Regions from separate parts of the Mus musculus genome. Here region 1 is linked to region 2. Evidence: chromatin contacts called from public Hi-C data. All regions are on one chromosome and are shown on one strand. The core of a region is the stretch at or near the end of the contact, and the rest is flanking DNA. Distances in the headings are between cores, read along the strand shown. Region 1 overlaps Entpd1 (ectonucleoside triphosphate diphosphohydrolase 1). Region 2 has its middle 22 kb from the start of Tctn3.

Evidence for each region. Hi-C and Micro-C count contacts between places; a contact is called where the count stands out from the background.
Region 1: a contact with region 2 is called in a Hi-C map of morula, with 2.7 times the contacts expected there. The contact joins two enhancer-like sites. A contact is called at or near these places in 2 of 15 datasets of contacts at CTCF or cohesin (CD8 T cells and large pre-B cells), 18 of 484 Hi-C or Micro-C datasets (8-cell embryo, CD4 T cells, the G1E-ER4 cell line and 8 more), 12 of 115 datasets of contacts at active chromatin or transcription factors (CD4 T cells, CD8 T cells, the HPC-7 cell line and 5 more) and 4 of 9 other capture datasets (adipose tissue, embryonic stem cells, liver and 1 more).

What each region holds. Positions count from the first base shown.
Region 1 is chr19:40,715,262-40,722,207 of GRCm38.p6, forward strand. It overlaps Entpd1 (ectonucleoside triphosphate diphosphohydrolase 1), which reads left to right. Exons shown (of 10, transcript NM_009848.4): 3 at 5,196-5,313. Among named protein-coding and RNA genes, the nearest start is that of Gm41846, 13 kb to the right of the region's middle. Within about 2 kb of position 5,005, at least 17 of the 459 cell types and tissues checked have an H3K27ac peak or open chromatin away from gene starts, as enhancers often do. A contact at or near this core is called in 8-cell embryo and morula, where this site is marked.
Region 2 is chr19:40,630,731-40,637,270 of GRCm38.p6, forward strand. It overlaps a transcript of Entpd1 not described here. Among named protein-coding and RNA genes, the nearest start is that of Tctn3, 22 kb to the left of the region's middle. Within about 2 kb of position 4,666, at least 3 of the 459 cell types and tissues checked have an H3K27ac peak or open chromatin away from gene starts, as enhancers often do. A contact at or near this core is called in 8-cell embryo and morula, where this site is marked.

The sequences.
Region 1 (6,946 bases), core at 3,755-6,254, 85 kb after region 2:
CAGGCACCTCCCCAAAGCCCACTTCATTGGGTCATTAATTTACTCATGAAAGTAGCATCCCCATGTCCTGAACACTCCCATGAGGCCCCACCTCCCGGCGTACCCACATGGGACTCAGTTCCAAACATGTTCGTATTGGAGAGGAAAGCATTAAGCCAAAGCGTCTGGTTGTGTTGTTTAGGGTGGGGTGTATAACCCAGCCCCAGGCTCACTGCTTTAGATTATGGGACTGTAGGTGGCATAGAGCATGGTGGTTTGTACAGAAAGATCACTCACTCCTCTGTGGAAAATGCACACTCAAAAAGATTGGAAGGAAGTGAAGATTTGGTGATAAAAGTGTTAGTAAGAACATCTAGATGGAATTTTTATTTATTTTTTTTAATTGGGTATTTATTTCATTTACATTTCCAATGCTATCCCAAAAGTCCCCCACACGCTCCCCCACCCACTCCCCCACGCACCCACTCCCACTTCTTGGCCCTGGCATTCCCCTGCACTGAGGCATATAAAGTTTGCCTGACCAATGGGCCTCTCTTTCCAGTGATGGCCGACTAGGCCATCTTCTGATACATATGCAGCTAGAGACAGGAGCTCCGGGGTACTGGTTAGTTCATATTGTTGTTCCACCTATAGGGTTGCAGACCCCTTTAGCTCCTTGGGTACTTTCTCTAGCTCCTCCATTGGGGGCCCTGTGCTCCATCCAATAGCTGACTGTGAGCATCCACTTCTGTGTTTGCCAGGCCCCGGCATAGTCTCACAAGAGACAGCCATATCTGGGTCCTTTCAGCAAAATCTTGCTAGTGTATGCAATGGTGTCAGCGTTTGGAAGCTGATTATGGGATGGATTCCCGGATATGGCAGTCTCTAGATAGCCCATCCTTTCGTCTCAGCTCCAAACTTAGAATACCCAAGATATAAGATACAATTTGCTAAATGCATGAAACTCAAGAAGAATGAAGACCAAAGTGTGGACACTTTGCCCCTTCCTAGATGGAATTTTAAATGTCTTTCCCCTTCATTTTCTTTCTTTCTTTTTCTTTTTCTTTTCTTCTTTCTGAGACAGGGTTTCTCTGTGTAGCCCTGGCTGCCCTGGAACTCACTCTGTAGACCAGGCTGGCCTTGAACTCAGAAATCCACCTGCCTCTGCCTCCCGAGTGCTGGGATTAAAGGCGTGTACCATCATTGTTCAGCTTCCCTTTCATTTTCTAGGTGATATTGAATAGATTCTAGTACTCTTAAAATAGAAAATACTATTGAAATAATAAATAATAATAATAATACACATATTCCTTCCTTGCCATCGGAATCTTATTTTTTCTTTAATATGAAAGGCATTACTTAGCCGTATATTTAGATTTTTAGAAATGCTTTACCTATGTGCTACAGGAAAACATTGTTTCTTCCCATGGTCAGATTTCCCTAAAGCCATCAGCTAATGGGATGGTGAGTGCAGGAAGGAGGAGGAAGGGACATTCCTCAAACTTCTGGCAATGTACATTTGCTGAGGTCCTGTGGCCCCTTGTGTCCTGGAACATGCTCTGCGGAATGCTGTGGTGGTGGGCAGAGCACAAGCTGGGGGCTGTCGCAATCCTTGGGGACACTGAAACCACAAGAGGCAACCCCCTCAAGTGTGTAGACTAAGCACATGGACTGTCCAGCTTTAGCTGTTCTCAAAATGTCAACTGTTTGTTCTATGAGACAAGTTAGGAGGCAGCACAAAGCAGCCCTCAGCAGGCATGGTTCACAGGTTAGCCCTCCAGCACGGTGCACGGGCTGGAATGTCCCGTACCACCATCTCAAATACTTCCAAACAAATGTGATAATGTTTTCATCTCTCCACTGCCTCGCTGTGTAGGGCCCTAGAGAAGCAGGCCAACAGAAGCAAGGGCAGCCTGTTGGCTCTCCTGGAGAGGAGTCCTCCATGTTAACAAAAATAGAAAGAACGGGCCGTCCTGATTCCAGATAAAGGCTGCTTGCTGCAGTCTCTCTAGCTTCTATCATGAGCCATTGTGGCTGCAACATTTTCTGGTAGAAAGAACTCAGGGGCTCTGCTAGGGGACAGTGGAAAATTTCACTGTGTAACACAAGAGCCTTTACTCACACCCTGGGAGGTTTCCCTGGGGTCTCAAGGCCCTGGACCCCAACCAGCAATCCCTCCCCAACCACTGTGATCACCTAAGGCAGTTCCTGGATTCCCATGATTCAGAGAGGCTGCCCTCTTTGCTTCTTGATTGTACTCAGCATATATATGTATATGTGTATGTATATATATATATGTATATATACATACACACACATATATGCATATATATCATGATATATAATATATATGTGTGTACTCAGCATATATATATATCCATATATATGCATATATATCATGATATATAATATATATGTGTGTACTCTGCATGTATATATATATATATCCTTTTCTTTTTGAGCACATGAAACTAATTACTAAAGAGATCCCCCTCCAATACCTGCACTGTGCATAAGGACACAGAGAACACTGAGGAGTTATTGGAACATCAAGGATCCTCAGGAGGTCTGTACAGGGCTGCCTCCTAGTGAAACGGAATGACTTTAGGTACCTAAGAGGCTCTGCCTTTGGCTATACCTAGTGGCCAGGGAGGTCTCTTAAATTCTCACTCTTGTCTTTTCTACCTGTAAGCTCTTAGGTATTAATAGATGAGACAATGTGAACTTATATAATATAAATACATATTACAAATATAGTCTTTTTTTTTCAAGTGGAAGGCCCCATTTTGAACTGCACAGGCCCAAGGGCACCGCTGCTCTACTTTGCTTTGTCTCGCTTTCTCACTAGAGATGATTAGAGAACGAATGTTCAAGGGCTGGAGAGGTGGCTCTGATACAGCACTTGCTAGGTGAGTGTGAGGACCAGAGTTCTGATTCCCAGAGCACATACCTGCTGGAGGCCACAGCAGCATGTCTGTAAGCCCACCATTCAGAAGGTGGAGATAGGAGACCCCAGTAGCAAACTGACTAGACAGACCCAGACTAACTGTGTTGGCAACCCTGCCTCAGTGAACAAGGTACTTGAGGGAGACTCCTGGTGTCAGCCCCAGGCCTCCACGTGCACTTACTTACATGTGACCACATGCATGTGAACATCCGTACTCACAGGACACCGCTTACACTTATGTAAAATCAAACCACATGTGCTGTCATATTATCCTGATAGAGCCCATGGAAGGCATCACTAATCAAACCACATGTGCTGTCATGTTATCCTGATAGAGCCCGTGGAAGGCATCACTAATCAATATCAGATTTATCCCCAATTTTGTGAATATTAATTGACCAATATAGGCATTTGACAGTCTACTCCATGGGAGAAATAGCTTTAAAAGAAAAAAAGAAAAAGAAAAAAAATAAAGTTTTTATTCCATAAAAGCGAAATCTCATGAATGTTTAAAGCAGCTATATCTGTAATAGTCTCGATTATAAATAGTCCAAATGTCTGTCAACATTAGAATGAATGAAAACACAGTGACATTACACCTAGTGGCTATGCTATACGATGTCCCTTTGCTACAGCTCAAAACAGACAAACGTCATCTTTGGTGACAAATGTCAAAGCAGAGATTGCTTCTTGGGGAAAATGACTAAAGGAGCACCAAGAAGCCTCCTGGGCCCACAAGTGTTCTGTATTTGATTTGTCTAGTGTCGGGTGGGTGTGCACTGTGCAGAAGTACACTGGGGCTTGTCCTCACGTCTGTACACTGTGCCAGAGTCGTCCTTGCATCCTCATGTCTGTACACAGTGCCAGAGTCGTCCTTACAGATGTCTTTAGAAGGGATCTCCACGATGCCTGGCTTTGTGCTCAGCCCTTGTTCCATGTTCCACAGACAAGGTCTTGATTCTGAGGCTAAATCAGACTAGATTTATTAACTACCTTCTGGTATTTCTCATCTATATAAAAAGGATTAAAAATAGCCTCTGCTTCTTGGCATTGTTCTGAGTTCAAATAAAGTAATTCACGTCTAAAACACTTCACACGATCCATCCCCGCTTGGTGCATCATCAACTCACTCACGATACCCAATGTGGTGCCTTTGGTCCCGCCCTTTTTCCCTCTAACCACCTAGTTCATATTTATGCTGCTTTTTCTTCTCATCTTCTGTGCTTCAGGTACACATGTATATATGGACATGCCTGCACATTTGTGCACATGCATGTGGAGATCAGAAGGCAACCTCAGGTGACATTCCTCCACAGGCACCATCCACCTTATTCTTTGAAATGGAGCCCTCCCTGGGGCCTGGGCCCTGCTGATCAGGACAGGCTAGCTGACCAGTGAGCCTCAGCCGCACCCGAGGCCTCGCACTGTCGGGATTGCAGGCACAGCACCACGCCCAGCTTCTCACATGTGTGCCGGGGCTCAGAGGCCTTTGCTGCTTAAGCTGCCCCCCTGTGTTCCCGGATCCCCGATTTCCTCAACTCCTGCAGCCCCCTCCTCCCTTTAAAGAGCTGCAGACACCAAGTGCATCTGTCTTAAAATATGCCAAATACAGCTTTACAGTTTCCTGAATTAAAAAAAGCAAGCCTTTCTCTCTTTAAAATAGAATTCCACAGTCACTGAACCCAAATCAGTTGCATACATTTATCACATCTCTGCAGCCTCTGTGGGCTAGCCCAGTGGTTGCCAGGCTTGTCTGCGCATTAGGATCCTACAGGATCTCATGATGCTGCTGGTGAGCAGACCACTCTAAACCAGCGTCTGAGGTGGGACGGGGTGGGGGTGGGGTGGGGGTGGAGTGGGGGTGGGGCTCAGCCTCTGTAGCTCTCAGCTGATACCAGGGTGTGGACAAGTGTGAGAAGCCATGGTTTTCTGTTTCTTTCATAGTCTCCACTGCTTCAGCCTGTGGGATTGATCCCAGCTTCACACTAGAATAACTGAGCATTTCCTAAATAGCCCCACGGCTCAGGCCCGCCCCGGGTAAGGCCCGGATGTTTCTAAGGTGCAGCCTTATCTAGAGTGATGCACTGATAACCCTTGGCACTGGGGGTGGTCGCTCTAGTTCTCAGCACCAAATGTTCCACTTAGCTTAGAGAGAGAATTTTCTCTTTATGGTTTGAAAATTCCCACCTCTGTCTACTTCCTTTGCAAGCTAAATATGGAGAAGTGTGGTGTCGTGCTAATAAGTGTTTTACATTTGATTTGCCCTCAGTATGGGATTGTGTTGGATGCGGGGTCATCTCACACCAACCTGTACATCTACAAGTGGCCGGCCGAGAAGGAGAATGACACAGGGGTGGTGCAGCAGTTAGAGGAATGCCAAGTGAAAGGTAAGACGGGGGCGGGGCACGGAACGGGAAGAGCGGGCCACAGGAATGTGAGAGGCGTGAGGATCTGCCGTTGGTATTTTATTATCACTGTAAAATGACACTGAGCCAGGCCTAGTAGCACAGGCTGGAAAGCAGGTGGATCATCAATGTTCAGGCCAGCCTGGACCACCTAGTAAGACTCCGCTTTAAACAAGACACAGATGTAGCTCAGCGGTTGTAGCATATGCCTCACATGCATGAGGCCCTGTGGTCAGTCCTTATTACTACTGCCAGTAGTAACAATAATGTTGAGATCAATTCTTGAAAAATAGGCAAATTTAAAAATAGCTGAAGGTGTCACTCAATGGTATTGTACAGGCTTAATATTCATGATGTTCTAGGTTAGGTTCTCAGCAAAACACACACACACACACACACACACACACACACATGAACTGAGCAATAGTAGCCCTCGTCAATAGGGCATGTCTGTGTATACTTGTATCATGCTTACAGCAATGTATCATGAACTCAGCACACATTTTTCACTCTCATGATCTGGTAGGTGAGCAGCAGCAGCTCTGTCCTAAAAACAAGGGCTGCGAGATAAGACAGCTCATGCCACGTGTTTAAAGTTACTTAAGTTGGGGACTGATGGATCTGGCTGACATATCCACATCTCAGCCGTGGTTCTCAGACTTGAAATGGCCTAGCACTACCTGGGGTGGGGGTTGGTGGGAGCTCTTAGCACACAGACATAGGGCCGCCTACAGCCAGAGATCCCAAGTCAACAGGTCTGGGTGGGAGCCTGGGGCTTTACATTTCTACCAAGTTCCCTGGTGCTTCTGGTGGGATGCTCGACCTCTCTTCTTATTTTCTATTTTCGGCTCAGACTGCAACCTGGAGGAAAACCTCAAAAGCTTTTGTTCTCTTCAGAGGCAGAGAAGAGTAGATCACAGACTTTTAGGGTGGGGAGGGGGGCGGGGGGGGGGCGGGGGGGTGTCATTTAAATCTCATTTTCCAGGGAAGGAAGCTGAAGCCTGGAGGACCCTGTAAGTTTCGAGAGTCCAGATGGTGGTCCAGGCCCCTAGCCACACTACAGGCTCCCACAGAAGCACTGCTGATAATCTCCCCCATACCCCGTCCCAGCCAAAGTCACTTTTAACATCACACCTGGAGGATGGCTGATAGCTCAGCTACCCTGACTTGCTCTCCGCCACGCGCCCCTGTGAGCTTTGTCTCTGCTGGCCTTTTGAGCCAAGAACACACTGGCTTTTTTTTTCAAACAGGTCGTCTAGATCTCAGGAGAGACGTGACTTTTAATCTGATGGCGAATAGCTTCCACTGACCTTTGTAATTTGCCAAGGAACTGGGCAGGGTTAGAAAGAGAAAGCCACTCTCCCTGGACCCTGGTGTGCCAGTACTGAGGCCTTGCTACGACCGAGGCGGTGCTCATGAAGGTTCTTTCTTCTGAGGATCATCTCATGAATGCATGTGTTTGAACCCACACATACAGAGTTAGCAGAACGCTGAGGTCAGATTTCCTGAATCAGAAGCAAGCCACTAACAGAGCTTGGGGCTTCTCATTATGTTACACAAACAGGCGTTTAAAAAGCCCGTTTGAATAATCACCTTGAAAGCAAACTCTTGGTAG
Region 2 (6,540 bases), core at 3,416-5,915:
AAGTTCCTTTTCTGTTTAGCAAGATCCCATAGCTCTGCTTTCAGATCAGGCGCTGATGACAGAGTCTGCCATTCCTCAGTCGGGTGATGTCTTCCTTCCCCCTCGTTTCTCACAGGGTTCCTTCCGTGTTTTGAGTTTTTGTCTTTGAATAGTCGACTTCTGCTCTGAGAACAAATTGCTGTAATACTGCTTTGCTTTGCTTTGCAGTTCCACATGATCTTTGTCTTGTTTTTTTCTTCCTTTTGTTTTTTTTGTTGTTGTTGTTTGTCTTTTTTTTTTTTTTTTGAGATGAGGTCTCTCTACATAGCCCCGGTTGTCCTGGAACTCACTATGGAGATCAGGCTGGCCTTGAACAGAGATCTGCCTGCCTCTGCTACCTGAGTGGCAGATTATAGATGTGTGCCACCATACCCAACTTGTCTTTAAATTTTAAAAGCATGGCTCTTGCCATATCTTGGTGTGGTTTTCTTGAGACTGACCTTACTTAGTATTCATTCAGTTGTTGGGTCTCGATATTCACAACTGGAGGTGTTGTCTTATGGAAGTATCCTTTAGATATGGGTGGTTTTCAATAGATTCCTCACTGTGGGTATCTAATTTATAAGCATCCCTAAGGTCCAGGTCTTGAGCAGTTTTCCCTCTCCCAGGCTAAAATTGGCATCATTCTCTGTAGACACAGGTCTGTCCAGGCAACAGCTCACTTGTAGTTCCAGTCTACAACTTATGATCTAGGTGCTTTCCAGAACGTAGAGCTCCTCTTCCTCTACCTCCTCCTCCCCTCCCTCCTCCTCCTCCTCTTCTTCTTCCTCTTTCTCTCTCTCGATTTTATTTTCACTGAATTTTGTGTATATCTGTTTGTATATGTGTGGGTTTGTCCAAAGGAATGTCGCTGCCCGCAGAGGCATGAGTGGGTGTTGGGTCCCCTAAAACTGGAATTCCAGGCAGCTGTGAGCTTTGGTGTCAAGAGCCAAACTCAGCTCTTCAGGAGTGTGTGCACTGAAACGCTGTGCTTTTCCAAGCCCCCCCCAAACTGTGAAGTTTATTAGCAGTGTTTCTGCAGTAAGTTACACTCCAGCACAGGTTCAGAAATCGATAAAGATCCCGTTAGTACTATGTGGTGATACATCTGAGCACTCTAGGCAATTTCTGAGATTTATTTGCTAAGACATGGAGCCCTAACATTTGGAAATGGGCTCACATGTGCTATTCATAGCATTTCCTGACCTTCAGAATTGTCCATGGTTTGGATATGTGGAGTTTTTATGTTTATTTGAAGACAAGGAGATATTTGTTTAATCAAGAGCAGGTCTGTCTTAACAAACCTGGATGATCAATAGAGCAGAGCGTTTCAATCTTATTTGTACTCAGAAAAACATCTTCTTGGTGACTGAGAGAGAGGCTGGTCAGGAAATGACTCCCAGGTCCTTACTTGTGCTTGGAAGCTGGGTAAGAATGCCTTGCAGATAATTTATATGTGTTCAGTTTTTTAAAAACCATAGAGTATTTGAATCATTACTCACTTTATTCATGGAAAGGATCCTCACTCATCCATCAACTTGCAGTGCATTGCTAGTGTCAGAGCTTAGTCGGAGAGTGTGATTATGCTAACTCCTATCTCCTGTTTATTGGCAAAGGCAATGCTTATAATCTGCACTATTATAAATATTTACAATTCCTTCAAGTACACGCCTTCTCTTATTTCACTCCACAAGTGTTATTACTACTAGGTGAAGGTTTCCCTTCTGTTCTTTTCTTCTGGAGGAAAGAAGAGACACGGCTAGTTTATTTGGCAAGGCAAGGGGAAGGAGACCACTCCAGGGACACACACACACACATACAAGGGATGGGGGTGACCTAGGAAGGTAACTCATTCAGTTCTGCTTGATGTATTTTTAAGATTTTATAAATATTCTTGAGGTGGGTGGCATATTCATGGAAGTAAGATGACCTTTTTTTTTTTTTTTTGCCCTCAAATCATAGTGGATTGAATCTCCTTTTCAGGTGTTTCCCCCTTGATCCTTGTGAAATGTTCACAAAAGAGGCTCAAAACCACAGCGCAAATAGTATTGTAATGAAGCCTGGTGCTTAGAGGGTTCAAACCTTTATTACTGTTCATGCATGGACATTGGGGCGGTTTGCCAGGGCCTTTGCTGGCTTAGTGGGAAGAATCCACCTGCAGCTTCAAGGATGATTAACCACAGGGGCATCTGCTCATCAGGAGGTGCAGCTGAATTCTCCTCGGTTACCTCATGTCTAACTCCCTGCCGTCTGCTCTCAATATCCGTTGACATAACTTCTCTCATGGAAAATTACAACCAAAGGTAAAGTAAAGGCATTCCTGTACAGTTTAAAAAGTGTTAGATATAGTTGGCCATGGTGGCACACAATTTTAATCCTAGCAGAAGCACGTAGATCTCTGTTAGTTCAAGGCCAGCCTGGTCTATATAGCAAGTACTAGGTGAGACTCTATCTCAACAAACAAACAAACAAACAAACAAGCAAACAAAATACCTTGCAGAAGATCAAAGTTTGAGTACCACCTCCCACTACCAGCAGTTCAAGAGCACCGATAATTCCAGCTCCAGGGGATCTAATGCCCTCTTCTGGACACCATGGGCATTTGCATGCACATGTGCACAGATGCACAAAATATATACATAATTAAAAATAAAGTCTTTTTAAAATGTAAGATGTAAACAGGCAAATGGTAGTATCTTACTTAGGGTTTCAATGCTGTGAAGAGACACTATGATGAAGGCAACTCTTATAGGGGAAAATATTTATTTGGGGCTGGCTTACAGGTTCAGAGGTTCAGTCCATTATCATCATGGTGGGAGCATGGCAGCATCTAGGCAGGCATGGTACCGGAGGAGCTGACAGTTCTACATCTTGTTCCAAAACAAGACAGGAGAAGACTGTCTCCTCAGACAGATAGGAGGAGAGTCTTAAAGCCTACCCCCACAGTGACACACATTCTCCAATAAGGCCACATCTACTCCAACAAGGCCACACTTCCTAATAATGACACTCTCTGGGCCAAGCATATTCAAACCACCACATTCCATTTCCTGGCCCCCATAGGCTTATTTAAACACATGAGTCTATGGGGGCCATACCTAAACATAGCATAATCCAAAATACATTTAGTCCAACTTCAAAAGTCCCCATAGTCTATCATAGTCTCAACAATGTTTAAAAGTCCAAAGTTCAAAGTCTCATCTAATCTCTTTACTCTAATCCCCTATAAAATCAGTCAAAAAAGCAGATCTAGACCTGCAAAGTCACAGGATATATATTGCCATTCCAAAATGACACAGTGAGGAAAAGTAAGACCAAAAACCAGCTGGGGAAACTCCAAACTCCATGTCTGGCGTCAAAGTGTTCTTCAGATCTCCAACTCCTTTATGCTTTGTTGACTGCAACATACTTCTTTCTCTTGGGCTGGTTCTCCTCCCTGTTAGCATCTTTTCTCAGCACGTATACCACAGTTCTGGCATCTCTAACATCTTAGGGTATCCAAGGCAACTTCAGCTTTATATCTCTTGTTCCCATGTCTGGGATCCACACATGATCGTCTGGCCCTTCCAAAGGTCTCGAGTCACATTTCCAGCCCTGCCCTCTGTAGCACTCCAGGGTCTGGTTGACTCCACCTCATTGCTGCTGCTCGTCCTGGAGATCATCCCATGGTACTGGCATTTCTAACATGCTGAGGTTTCTCACTGCAACTAGGCTTCACCAATAGCCTCTCATAGGCTCCCTTTATGGTGCCAAGCCTCAGCTCCTTTGCATGACCCCTTCAGTCCTGGGCCATCAACTGCAACTGAGGCTGCACTTTTACCAGTGGTCTTCCCTGGCCTCTCACAGTGCCAAGCCTCAGCTGCTCTCCATGACCCCTTCATGCCTTTAAAACCTGTACCATGTGATTCTTACTCATCACAAGTCCAGCTGTAGCACGAGGTACAACCTTGGCTATCTCTGGGACACAGCTTCTTTCTACTCTCAGAAAACCCTTCCCAGAAGATTTCACCTCAGTGATGCTGGTCTCTTAATCACCACTAATTTCTTAGCTCCAGCTAACCAACATCATTAATTGTCCCAGTAGTCTCCTACTCTTGATTCTAAAGCCAGAGCCACATGGCCGAAGCTGCCGAGTTCTGCTGGTTGCAGGAGCTGGAACATGGTCCCGCTTATTCTATTACCAGCTTTCTGTTTTTCTACTCCTTCGCTCCCAAAGCTTGGCTATCCTGGAACTTGCTTTGTAGCTTGACTTTGAACTCAGAGATCTGCATGGCTCTGTCTCCTGAATGCTGGGATTACAGGCTTATATCACCATGTCTGGACCGATGCTTTTCTCTACTTGGAACTGGCTCTGTTCTAGGCTGGCCTTGAACTCAGGGATCAGCTTGTCTCTGTCTCCTGGGATCAAAGATGTATATCACCATGTCTGGGCCTAAGCTTTTCATGGGCACTATTCCTCAAGATCCAGATCCAAAGCCTGTGTCTTCCAGCCTCACAATCTGGATCACAGTTGTGCTCTCTGTTTCTGGACTGTGGTTCATTTCAGATTAAAAGTCCAAATGAAAACAACTACCAAGTCCCTTGTTTGGCTGCAAAAGCATAAACAATAACCTCAGCAGGGTGGGATCTTGCCTCCAGGTCACCACTCCCTTAATCTGTTTGTCTCCTTGAACATAGGGTTCAGCGCCATTCTTCTTCCTGGTGCCCTTTTATTCTCTGAACTATACATTTTGTACTTTACCTTTCAAAGCGTGCTCCTTTTCATCAAAATGCTCTTCATACGAGTGGGCTGTAGTAACCACACAACAGAATTCGTACCAGGCTGCTTTGAGACTTCCTTTGTCAAAGCAACTAAACTAAATCTCTTCTCTTTAGCCTCAGGCAGACTCTTTGGACAATGGCGCAAAGTGGCTATATTCCTCACCAAAGCATCACAAAAACAGTCTCTAGGCCACATACTAACATTCTTCACTAAAATCTCCAGTTCTGTGCAGTTCAAATCATCCTCGGCACCAATGTCTTCTACATTCCTACTAGGATGGTCCAATAAGCCTCACTTCATTTCAGGGCTTCCCAAAGACAAGGTCCCCAAATCCACATTCCTCCAAACAAAAGCATAATAATTGAGGCCTATCACAGCAATGCCTCAATCCCTGATAACAACTTCTGTCTTAGGGTTTTACTGCTGTGAACAGACACCATGACCAAGGCAACTCTTTTTTTTTTTTCTTTTAAAGATTTATTTATCTATTATATGTAAGTACACTGTAGCTGTCCTCAGATACTCCAGAAGAGGGCATCAGATTTCATTACGGATGGTTGTGAGCCACCATGTGGTTGCTGGGATTTGAACCTTCGGAAGAGCAGTCAGCGCTCTTAACCGCTGAGCCATCTCGCCAGCCCCAAGGCAACCCTTATAAGGACAACATTTAATTGAGGCTGGCTTACAGGTTCAGAGGTTCAGTTCATTATCATCAAAAGAGCATGGCAGTGTCCAGGCAGGCATGGTGCAGGAGGAGGTGAGAGTTTTACATCTTCATCTGAAGGCCAACAGAAGACAACTTAGGAGGAGGGTCTCAAAGCCCACCCCCACAGTGACAAACTTCCTCCAACAAGGCAACACCTCCAAATAGTGCCACTCCCTGAGCAAACCATATTCAAACCACCACAGGTAGATTTTTGGTAGAGGTTCTAAAACTGATGCTAATACTTATGTGGTTATCCCTAGCAGGCCGATGATAAAGCTAGTGCCAAGCTGAAACTTTCACATTTAAAATGGCAGTTATACGAACACCAGAATAGTCACCTAGACATTCCGTGCAAATTTAAGTTCCTTCAATTTCCACCCCACCCCCCAAATCTTTATGTTAGTTTGTCATTTGGACCAATCTAGTTTGAGAATGTAAGACTAATAGTCTTGTAAGGTTTAGGGCTGAATTTATTTCTTATTGCTTGAATTCTCAATCTTTTTTTTTTTTTTTTTTAAAAAAAACGTATATTGTAATTGTAGCACTTAAGGTTGTGTTCCTACTGGCAGTCTACAGAAAACATACTGTGGATGCTGAACGTTATCTCTGGAAAATGACTTAGCTCCCCCTAACTGGAGACATTTTAAAGGCTTTTTCTATGTAGCCCATTACTAGTAACAAGCAAGTTCAAACTCAGTGTCCCTGCCTTACTCTCCCTAAACCGGTGACATTTTGCTTTTGTTTTTTTGTTTGGTTTGGTTTTCAGCCAGGGTCTCATGTGGTCTAGGCTGGTCTGGAACTCACTAGGTAGCTGATGCGGACCCTCCTGCCTTTAGTTCCCACATGGTAAGATTATCCACACCTGGCTCACCTGGAGGGTTTTTTTCAAAGTTATTTGACCAGCAGTGTAACTTAACTGACTGAATGAGTCTGGGTTTTGCTGGGCTGTCAGGCTGGAGCTGCAGCCATCTGATAGCTCCTTAGCAGAGTTCAGGAGGCCAGTGTCTGCTTCCTCAAGATGGTGTGATAATGTGTCGCAGCCTGAAGCAGAGAT